Linked DNA regions of Sus scrofa: region 2 is linked to region 1. Evidence: chromatin contacts called from public Hi-C data. All regions are on one chromosome and are shown on one strand. Each heading gives the region's core, a stretch centred on a gene start, on an enhancer-like site or on the middle of the called end of the contact. The rest is flanking DNA. Distances are from core to core; before and after follow the strand shown. Region 1 holds the start of GALM (galactose mutarotase). Region 2 holds the start of HNRNPLL (heterogeneous nuclear ribonucleoprotein L-like).

Region 1 (4,713 bases), core at 1,518-4,017:
CTTAACCCACTGAGCAAGGCCAGGGATCAAATCTTTGTCTTCATGGATACTAGTCAGATTTGTTTCCCTTGAGCCACAACAGGAACTCCAAGAAAAATAGACTTTATTCTTTAGCTGTCCACATTGATACTTCACTCTGGTTGAAAGAAAAGGTATCCACTTTAAGTAACTCCTCTTTGACATAAAAATCACAATTCTACTCCCTTTGCCTCATAACCTTACCCTCGCTCCCTATCCCCCAAATAAAAATAAATACCCCTTAAAATCTGACAATGCTTCATTCCCAAGATTACTACCTTGCTTTTAATTCAATTTGAGATGGAGAATATTTCCCTAGATTTAATCTGTTTCTTCTTCTTTTTTTTAAGTGCATGGGTAATCCTTTAAAGTATCACTGTTCAACTAGGAAAATAAGATATTTGGTCAGAAAAATCAAGATTTGGGAGTTCCCATCGTGGTGCAGTTGTTAACGAATCCGACTAGGAGCCATGAGGTTGCAGGTTCGATCCCTGGTGTTGCTCAGTGGGTTAATGATCCAGCATTGCCGTGAGCTGTGGTGTAGGTTGCAGATGTGGCTTGGATCCCACATTGCTGTGGCTCCGGCATGGGCCGGTGGCTACAGCTCTGATTAGACCCCTAGCCTGGGAACCTCCATATGCTGCAGGAGCAGCCCTAGAAAAGGCAAAAAAAAAAAAAAAAAAAAGACAAAAAAGAAAAAGAAAAGAAAAATCGAGATTTGTGTCTGACAGCTGACTTAGCACAAGATAATACTATTTAGGACAATATTCCAAACCCTCCAAAGCCAAAGGAAGATGAAATTAAGAATTGTAGCTCTTAGAGAGACATCATAGTATGTCTCATTTTCTACCAAGCCAAGCTACAAAACACCCACTAGTGACACTTGGCTTTAGCTATCCAAATGCATTTATTTATTCCTGTGACAACTTGAGCTTGGCAGAACACTGAGAACTGGTGGCTGAGAAAGGAAAATTCAGTCTTCCTGCTCAGAAAAATTCTAAGACATCCTTGTAAACACAGCATTGCCAAGAGGGCTTATGTATGAATCAGCCGTAAATGTTAAGTGGGCTGATGAGGGTTGCAGAGTTTATGAGAATTCTGATGAAGCAGCACTAAGAGTGTCTGTCAGTTATTGTACGAGTGTGGTGCAGTCTATAATTTGACTTGTTTAGGTCTTTTTGTTATTATATATTATGCTTCACTGAAGCTTGTTGCAAGCTCTCTTTTTCCTTTGCTATCAGAATTGCCCTGCTTCATGAATGAGAATTGAGGCTTTGTGGCAAGAATGTTAAATATTCCTTCAAACTCCAAATATGGAAAGGGCTGAGAGATGGTTATGTTTTATTAGCATCTGATTCCAGGAACATGATCCCAGTTCTCCTAATTTCCTAGTCATAGATGAATTTTGGTGTTCACCACGGTCTAGTTGGATCCCCTTTAAAGTACCTAGGAACCAGATCAAAGTGATGAGTATGCAGATGGTCAAGTAGAACGTTGTCAGGCTTCCAGAATCTTCCCTGTTCCAAGGCTCAGTACTATCTGGACAGATTTAGCAAAGAAATACATTTACTGTATTTTATCTGACAATATTATTAAGGCCTTTGGTAGCTCTATCTTAGTCCTGTACCATCAGAGGGGGGAAAAAAATCTGAGATTAGTCATCAAAACCTGGAGCAATACTTCTCAAAGTCTGGTCCCAGATAAACTACAGTAGACTAACCTGAGGAATCTGTGAAAAAAGTAGATTACTGAGTTTCACCCTCGACTCACAGAAACAGAAATTCCAGGAATGAACCTGGGGATATGCATTTTTGATGCTTTTGAGGCACATCAAAGCATTAAAGGATTATTTAATGTCTTTCTTCTCCCAGCAGTACATACGCAAAGCCTTTTTCTGCTTGTAGAAAGGAGATAATAAAAGTACAGTATCTGACATTAATGATGTCCTTAATAAATATTCATCCTTAATCCTTTCTTAAAGGAACTTTGGGCTTCAGGAACAAGAGTGGGTGTATAACCAAGGTCCTTTCCCAGTCCCCTGAAGGAAAGAAAGTCAGAGGCCACCTTTGTTCACCTCCATATAAACTAGGCCCTAATCCATCTAGACATGACCCTCTCCGGGCTAGCAGTCAGGAGAGCCTCTGGGCAGTGGCTCCAGCAATACATGTTGAGAGCTGTTTGTGTGGCAAGCAGAATGGATCTTCAGTCAGTGTGCAGAGAAACCTGCAATTATTTACCCCTTCTCTTAATTACTACTGTAATTCTTTCCCTTCTGGATCAAAGAGTTAAAAATCAAAATTCCACACACAACCTCCCACATTTCCACCCCCCTCCCCACTCTTCCTAATTTTAATCTCTGCATTTTCCAGCATTTTATCTGAAAGTCAGTCACGATTAATGAACAGATCACTGCACGTTGAGAACCTTGTGCCAGAAAACGGGGTAGAATCCAGCAGACTCAAGATTTGGGTTTAGAAAGACTACAGGCCCCAACATGCAAGTTCCCCTTTCAAAGACTACCATTCCCAACATGCAGTGCAGTCAGGGTTAGCAAAGGAAAAGAACTGGCTGGAAATTCCCAGCTTAGTAGGAAATTTTGCCTTGGTGCCACCCTCAGGCAAAGGAATGATTTCGAAAGGCCCCGGAGGATATTTTTCGCAGAAGTGGTCACTCCCTAAATCCCGGCAAGGAAGGGGAGGAGTCTGATCCCTGTCCCTCCCCTTCTCCAGTAAACTTCTGCCGCTCTAGGTTTGGCGGCGGGAGTTCGAGGGACCTGGAGCAACTACACACCCCAAGCTTTCCTAATGGTTTCAGTTACAAGATCCGTGTTTGGAGACCTCCCCTCGGGGGCAGGGACGGTGGAAAAGTTCCAGCTGCAATCAGACCAGCTGAGAGTGGACATCATCTCCTGGGGCTGCACCATCACGGCCCTGGAGGTCAAAGACAGGCAGGGCAGAGCCTCAGACGTGGTGCTTGGCTTTGCTGAATTGAAAGGTGGGTTGGATTCCGCCCCGGGCTGCGGAGGGGCCCCAGGCCCATCCGTTAACACCGCCTCACACTGGAGACTCGCGCTGCAGGGATGCGGGGCCGAAGGGAAGTACTGAGGAGTGCTTGGATCTGACTCACTCACTGTGTTGCGATCTAATGTTTGGAAAAAACGAACTGCTGTAGGACTTGGTCTCTGGTTGTACATTCAGGCCTTTGTCTTAATTTTTAGAAAGTCAGTTGAGGGTAAAATAAAACTGCAGCAACTCTGGAATGATCTTTGAACTGCTTGATCTCTGAGGGTGAGAGGAAAGTGCAGGCCGGAGGGGGTGTGGCTCCCAGTTCTTCCCTTGTGCCCTTTTTGAAGAAGGAAAAAAATTAAAAGACATGCGTCTTCTACTTCCTTCTTGTTTAGATTCTCTTCGAGGTCTGGTGGTTTCAGAAATGCTCCATAACATAAGCTCAGCAGGTGCAAACAGCTTATCTGCTTTCGTCTGTGGGTACAGTGTCCCGCACCCCTTGGCTGATCAATACCCATATTGTCAAGAAAAGAGTCTCTTTGTAACTGGGATGGATTTTATTTTGTGGGAATCTGTAGGCAATTAAAAAATGTGTTAATTCATTCAGACACTGTTGAATCAGTTATCTGATCAGCGAGAAAGACAAGGTCCCCACCCTCATGGAAATTGCAATTTATTTTTTAATTTTTTTTTCTTTTTTTTTTTTAGGGCTGCACCTGAGGCATATGGAGATTCCCAGGCTAGGAGTCGAATCGGAGCTACAGCTATGCCACAGCCACAGCCATGCCAGATCCAAGCTGAGCCTGTGACCTACATGACAGCTCATGGCAACGCCAGATCCTTAACCCACTGAGCAAGGCCAGGGATCAAACCTGAAACTTCATGGTTCCTAGTTGCATTCGTTTCCATTGCACCACGATAGGAACTCCAGAACTTGCAATTTAGATGTGGAGATAGACCTTAGCCAAAAAATTGCACAAATAAATAGTTACAACTGCACTTTGATCAGGGCAAAGGAAAATGGGCATAGTGCTTGCTATTTCTTGGCACACCTGAGTAGCTAGACAGAAAAGGAGGTCTGAAAGTTGGCAAAAGGCAAATGCTTGAGAATTAATTCTCTGCTCCTTGGTAGGGGCTTGGACAAAATTTGTAAGAGAGGAGGTTTGGGGTTTTCCTTCAGGTGTCTGGTTCTTTAGATATGTAACATGGCTCATGGTTGGAGATCAACAGAAAATTGAGAGTATTGGTTTTCCCTTAAGAGACTGAAATTGGCTTCCTATTTCCTTAACAAAATATATCACGAGTATTCCTGAGGATTCTATTCCTTGCCCTCTGGTTGATTGTCTTTTTTTTTTTTTTTTTGTCTTTTTTTGTCTTTTGTTGTTGTTATTGTTGCTATTTTTTGGGCCGCTCCCGCGGCATATGGAGGTTCCCAGGCTAGGGGTTGAATCGGAGCTGTAGCCTCTGGCCTACGCCAGAGCCACAGCAACGCTGGATCCGAGCCGCGTCTGCAACCTACACCACAGCTCACAGCAACGCTGGATCCTTAACCCACTGAGCAAGGGCAGGGACCGAACCCGCAACCTCATGGTTCCTAGTCGGATTCGTTAACCACTGCGCCACGACGGGAACTCCTGGTTGATTTCTTTAACTGCTTTGGAGCCTCCACAACTTGGCTTGGAGAAGATAA
Region 2 (4,713 bases), core at 1,261-3,760, 71 kb before region 1:
ATGTAGGACAGTGGCTATGCTCAGAATGGACTCCAGGCTTGGGAACCTCCATATGCCTCAGGTGCTGCCCTAAAAAAAAGACCAGCAAAAAAGAAAAAAAAAAAAAAAGAAAGAAAAGAAAGAAAGAAAGAAACACACCGGCAGTAAGATAAAATTTGAATTTATAACTAATTCTGCATATATTAGTTTCTGCCTGGGTAATTTAAATGCTGTATTCCATTAATAACTGAACTACAACTTCAGGTATGGAAAGCATGGAAAGTTCAACTTTCACATTTTAAAGACTAACACAGAATAGTAAACTGACTTTCCCAAAGTCACAGAGATTATATGCCAGCTAAGACTCCTGACTCTCCCCAAGACCTATATCCACTGCTAGATACAATTAACTAAAGATGTATTAATTGTAAACTATTTTCTTCCCAACATCCAAAATAATATACTACTGGCTTAATAAAGTTTTCAAAAACATTTTTTTTTATAAACTGGTTAAAATATCTTTCCAAGACACTTAATGGAAGACATTTCATGCTACTGCACAAAAACTCAAGACTTTCAGCAGAAGAAATACAATGATCCAATGCATCTAAACATCAGTTACAATATTCTTGTTTCCAACTTCCACATAAGATTTGCTTTGAACTGAAACTTCCTAAGAAGAAATGCACTTCCTTTATTTATACTTTTAAGTTACATTTTGAATATTCCAAACAGCTAGGTACAAAAGTGGAAAGAAAGCAGTATCTAGCCATAAGAAAGCTTTGTTATTTAGAGAAAGAAAAGTTCCTTTTTTAAATGTGTTGCAACCTTACCCTATTTGGAAACTAACATGAGGGCTACTGACCGGAATTTTTTTTTTACAAAAAAATGAAAACAAGAGCTAAATAACATCTAATTTGCCTCTTGTAAAAGGTGAGAAACATCTTAAAATATATGTGAACAATTTCGTAAATTTCGGCTAAAGTGAGCTTTAAAAAAATCACAATTAAAATGTTTCAACTGTTAAAAGAACATCTAATCATCAAGACAGCTTAAGTGCACCAAAAAGAACAAAAATGTTTGCTTTGTTCCCTTAAAATCTCCATCCAACGGAAGCTGAGTTACCACTTGCTGTGAATAAAACGATTTTCACATTCCTTCTGCCTCCAGCTAATCTTTCTGATGAGAGAAATAAGAATCTAGGAACGTGTGTTTGATGCAGTCCTGAATTCAGTTCCGCTTTTCGTGGAGCGATTTGGAACAAACTGCCCGTGAAGAACTGAGGTGATTTTAAGATTCATTTTACTTGGAAGTAGTGGTGTGCGAACACCTACCAACATATTTTCTCACCGAAGAGCTAAAAACTGTACTGAGCAATAATCATGAAACTGGGGAGCAAAATATGTGCGCCAGGCCAGCCAAGAATAAAAATTTTCTAATTAAATCCTTGGAAGACGCGGAGGGGGGGGGGGGGCAGTGTGAACGCCGGAGCGTAATCTGTCACTTAGCTACGGTTCTCCTCAAAACCCAGGCGAAGAGAGCCCCGGGCGGAACCGACGCCACCATCCTGTGATCGGGACCGGCGCGCAGATGCTGGAGCAAGGGACTGAAGGGAGCGGGTCGTCGGACGCGGGCCACTCGCCCGCAGAGTTAAAACAAAGGGCTAATCGTGCACCCGAGTTCCCAGGAGCGGAAGCGGCAACGCCTCCCCAGCCGCCGGGCCCCGCGACCCTTCCCAAGTTCAGGGCCGGCAGCGGACTCGCGGCGGGGCCTGCGGCCAGGCCGAGCCTAGATTCGCGATCCAGGTGCTGGAAACAGGTAGGGCAAAGGAAAAAAGACGCAAAGAGAAGAGCCGGCGCTTCCCAACCTGGTCAGCGCAGCAAAATGGGAAAATGAGGCGGGCGGAAGGACTCGGGGCCGAGTCCCCGCCGCGGGGCCCTGCTTCCCGGGGAGCCGCCAGGCACCGAGGACCCGGCGCCGCGCTTTGTTACCGGCTGTGAGAAGCTCCGGCCGCCGCTGCCATCGCCCCCGCTCCGGGGCGTCGCTTCCCGGCGATTCTCGCCTTCCTCCGCAGAGTAGTCGATTTCTCCCTCCTCGGTCTTGAGGCGCTTGGCCTGGCTCTCGTATTCCCGGTCCTCCTCATACGTCTCCCTAGGGGAGGATGAGGAGGAGGACATGGCGGCGGCCGGAGAGACCGGCCGGCAGGCGTGTGGGGGTGGCGGCGGGGCGCGGGCCTCGGACGCCGCCGGCCAGTCCTCGCCACCCGCAGCGCTTCTTCAGAAAAGGTCTGTGCGGCCGGGCGTCCGCGGGGGCCGCGCGCCCTGGAGCCGGGTGGGTGCAGAGAGCGGGCAGGATGAAGGGGGCGCTCCAGGAGGAGGCTCCGGAGCGGCCGCTCCCCTTTATCACAGAGCCAACATTCAGCCTCTCCCTCTTCCTCCGTCTCCAAAGCCTGCCCTGGGGAGCGAATCTAAGGATCGGGACGCGACCGTTGCTTCCGGTCTTCCCTCCTCCCCTAATCCGCTCCTTGCCGCCCAGGCCGAGCCTCCACCCCCGCCTTCGCGGCCGCCGCAGAGGATCAAATCCAGCAGCACCCCGCGGGAAGCGCCCCCCAGCCCGGGCCTTGCTCTCTATTGGCAGAGGGAAAAGTCGACCAGGCTTCCAATTGGCTCTAAAGGCCGTTCGTCAAAAGCTGCCCACTGTCAGGCCTCCTCCCCCCCCCCCCACTCCGCGCCTTCAGAACTCGCCGCTGGCCTGCGAGTGACGACCGAGCAGCACCTGCAGCGCAACGTCCTGGAGCGGTTGCTACACCGCGGCCGTTAGCGCTGTTGGGCCAACCGGAGGTGAGGCGCGGGGCGAACCCCGGCGGGCCAGGAGGCAAGCAGTGGGACCGGGGCTGCGGGTGTTAACCGCCCTCCCGCTAATTTAAATGCTTTTATTACTTCTCTTCAAAAGAGAAAATCCCTACAGATGTACCTCACACAGCCCTAAAGCTCCGGGAGGTGAAGCGAGCAAAGGGCTTAGAGCCGTGAAAGTAGCCTTCTCCCATTGTTGTGTGCAAAATCTCATCCAAGTGGACGGATTCTCTCCCCGCCGCTAGGTAGATGTTCGAGAACAGTCAACATGCACTGAAGTGCGGGTCTAAAGAAGACGCTCCACACGGGCGACTGTCAGTTCGATCAGTTAGTACTCGTGGGTCTTCTGGACTCTTCTTTCCTGACAATTATAACGAGGGGTCTTGTATCAAGTCCCTGCCCCAACTAAATGTGCTTTAAACCTTCCATATAAAGTTTCATCCTTCATCTCAACCTTTTCCTTTCTGGGCGATCGATTTATTTCACATTATCATTTATCTTTTAAAAGACACGAAAGCCTATCAAAGTTGTCCTTTGGACCACACACAGCTTGTTTCCTCTGTGGAGCCCTGAGGCCTCCTCAAGCTTCTGGTTGCCGCTTTCCCCTTTTGAAACGGTGCCCTTTATAAGCTACCTATTAGGATATTCTGTTTTAAAAACTAGACGCGCTTGGAGACAGGAACTGGGCTTTTCTCATCTTTGCAAACCCAGTTCCTGTAACAGTCCCCAGCACAAGTTACATGCTCAACAAGGCTGAATGAGTGGGCCTTGGGAAATAAAGGTCCATTATCTTTCAGGAGAGGAACTGGCAAATCTAACGCAACCTAACTGCCTTCTGTGACTTAATCCTTGGAGAGTTGCCTGGGATCGAGTCATTTAAATGTTTCTGATATCCTTGGCGGTCAGATGCTTCCCAAAATGTGGCTCTTCCTTTCCTAATGGTGTGGATTGTTTCCTCCCCAGCCTATTCTCTCTCCTTTCCAAAGTTATTTCCTAAGGGAAAAAAAAAAAGCCATTTTTATTTATTGTTGACAGTGCTTTAATCTACAGTGTTTTGTACTTAACAATTTACACTGCCTGTCATTTTGGAATCCACTTGCAAGTTTTTTCACAACACGATACAGCTATGATCAAATTTGTGTGCGCCTACAGGTGTACACTGACAAAATAGAACTAAAAAACAATTCGAATTTTTTTTAATTACAATAAAATGGAAATAGAAGAAATATCAAGGAGGGAGCTGCAGAGCTGGCTATACATGAGGAAATCTGGACAGAACACGGAACAATAAGCAGAGCTAGAAGGCCTTATCCAAACTTTCAAAATATTTCACGTGATAGTGAAAATATTTAAATGCTCAAAGCCTGCTTCCAACCTATGAATTATGCCAGGTTAAAATGCAGCTCTCCCAGCAACCTGGCCTTGTGGAACCTTGCTGCTATATGCAGTATTTACTTCTCTAGCAGTAGGTTAGTGTCAATATGTACTAGTATTAAACTTAATTCTGGAGTTCCCATCATAGCTGAGCAGAAACAAACCTGACTAGCATTCATGAGGATTCAGGTTCGATCCCTAGCCGCACTCAGTGGGTTAAGGATCCTGCATTGCAGTGAGCTATGGTGTAGGTCTCAGACATAGCTTGGATCTAGCATTATGGTGTTGTAGGCCAGTGGCTATGGCTTGGATTTGACCCCTACCCTGGGAACCTCCATATTCCATGAGTTCGGCCCAAAAAAGACAAAAATAAATAAACTTAATTCTTTTTTCGATCCCTTCAAATCAAACTGTTTATTTATTTTTGCTTTTTAGGGCCGCAACTGCGGCATGTGAAGTTTCCCAGGCTAGGGGTCTAATCAGAGCTACAGCTGCCAGTCTTCTCCAC

The links. A called contact is a pair of places that touch in the nucleus more often than the background predicts.
Region 2: a contact with region 1 is called in a Hi-C map of skeletal muscle, with 4 times the contacts expected there. The contact joins the promoter of HNRNPLL here to the promoter of GALM in region 1. A contact is called at or near these places in 1 of 5 promoter capture datasets (liver), 17 of 47 Hi-C or Micro-C datasets (alveolar macrophages, brain, embryonic fibroblasts and 9 more) and 2 of 2 datasets of contacts at active chromatin or transcription factors (alveolar macrophages and skeletal muscle).

Annotation. Positions count from the first base shown.
Region 1 is chr3:101,680,875-101,685,587 of Sscrofa11.1, reverse strand. It overlaps GALM (galactose mutarotase), which reads left to right and starts at 2,767. Exons shown (of 7, transcript NM_214406.1): 1 at 2,767-3,012. The coding sequence starts at 2,823.
Region 2 is chr3:101,751,127-101,755,839 of Sscrofa11.1, reverse strand. It overlaps HNRNPLL (heterogeneous nuclear ribonucleoprotein L-like), which reads right to left and starts at 2,510. Exons shown (of 11, transcript XM_021087609.1): 1 at 1,971-2,510. The coding sequence starts at 2,156. It overlaps LOC102164129 (a long non-coding RNA gene), which reads left to right and starts at 2,686. Exons shown (of 6, transcript XR_002342766.1): 1 at 2,686-2,819.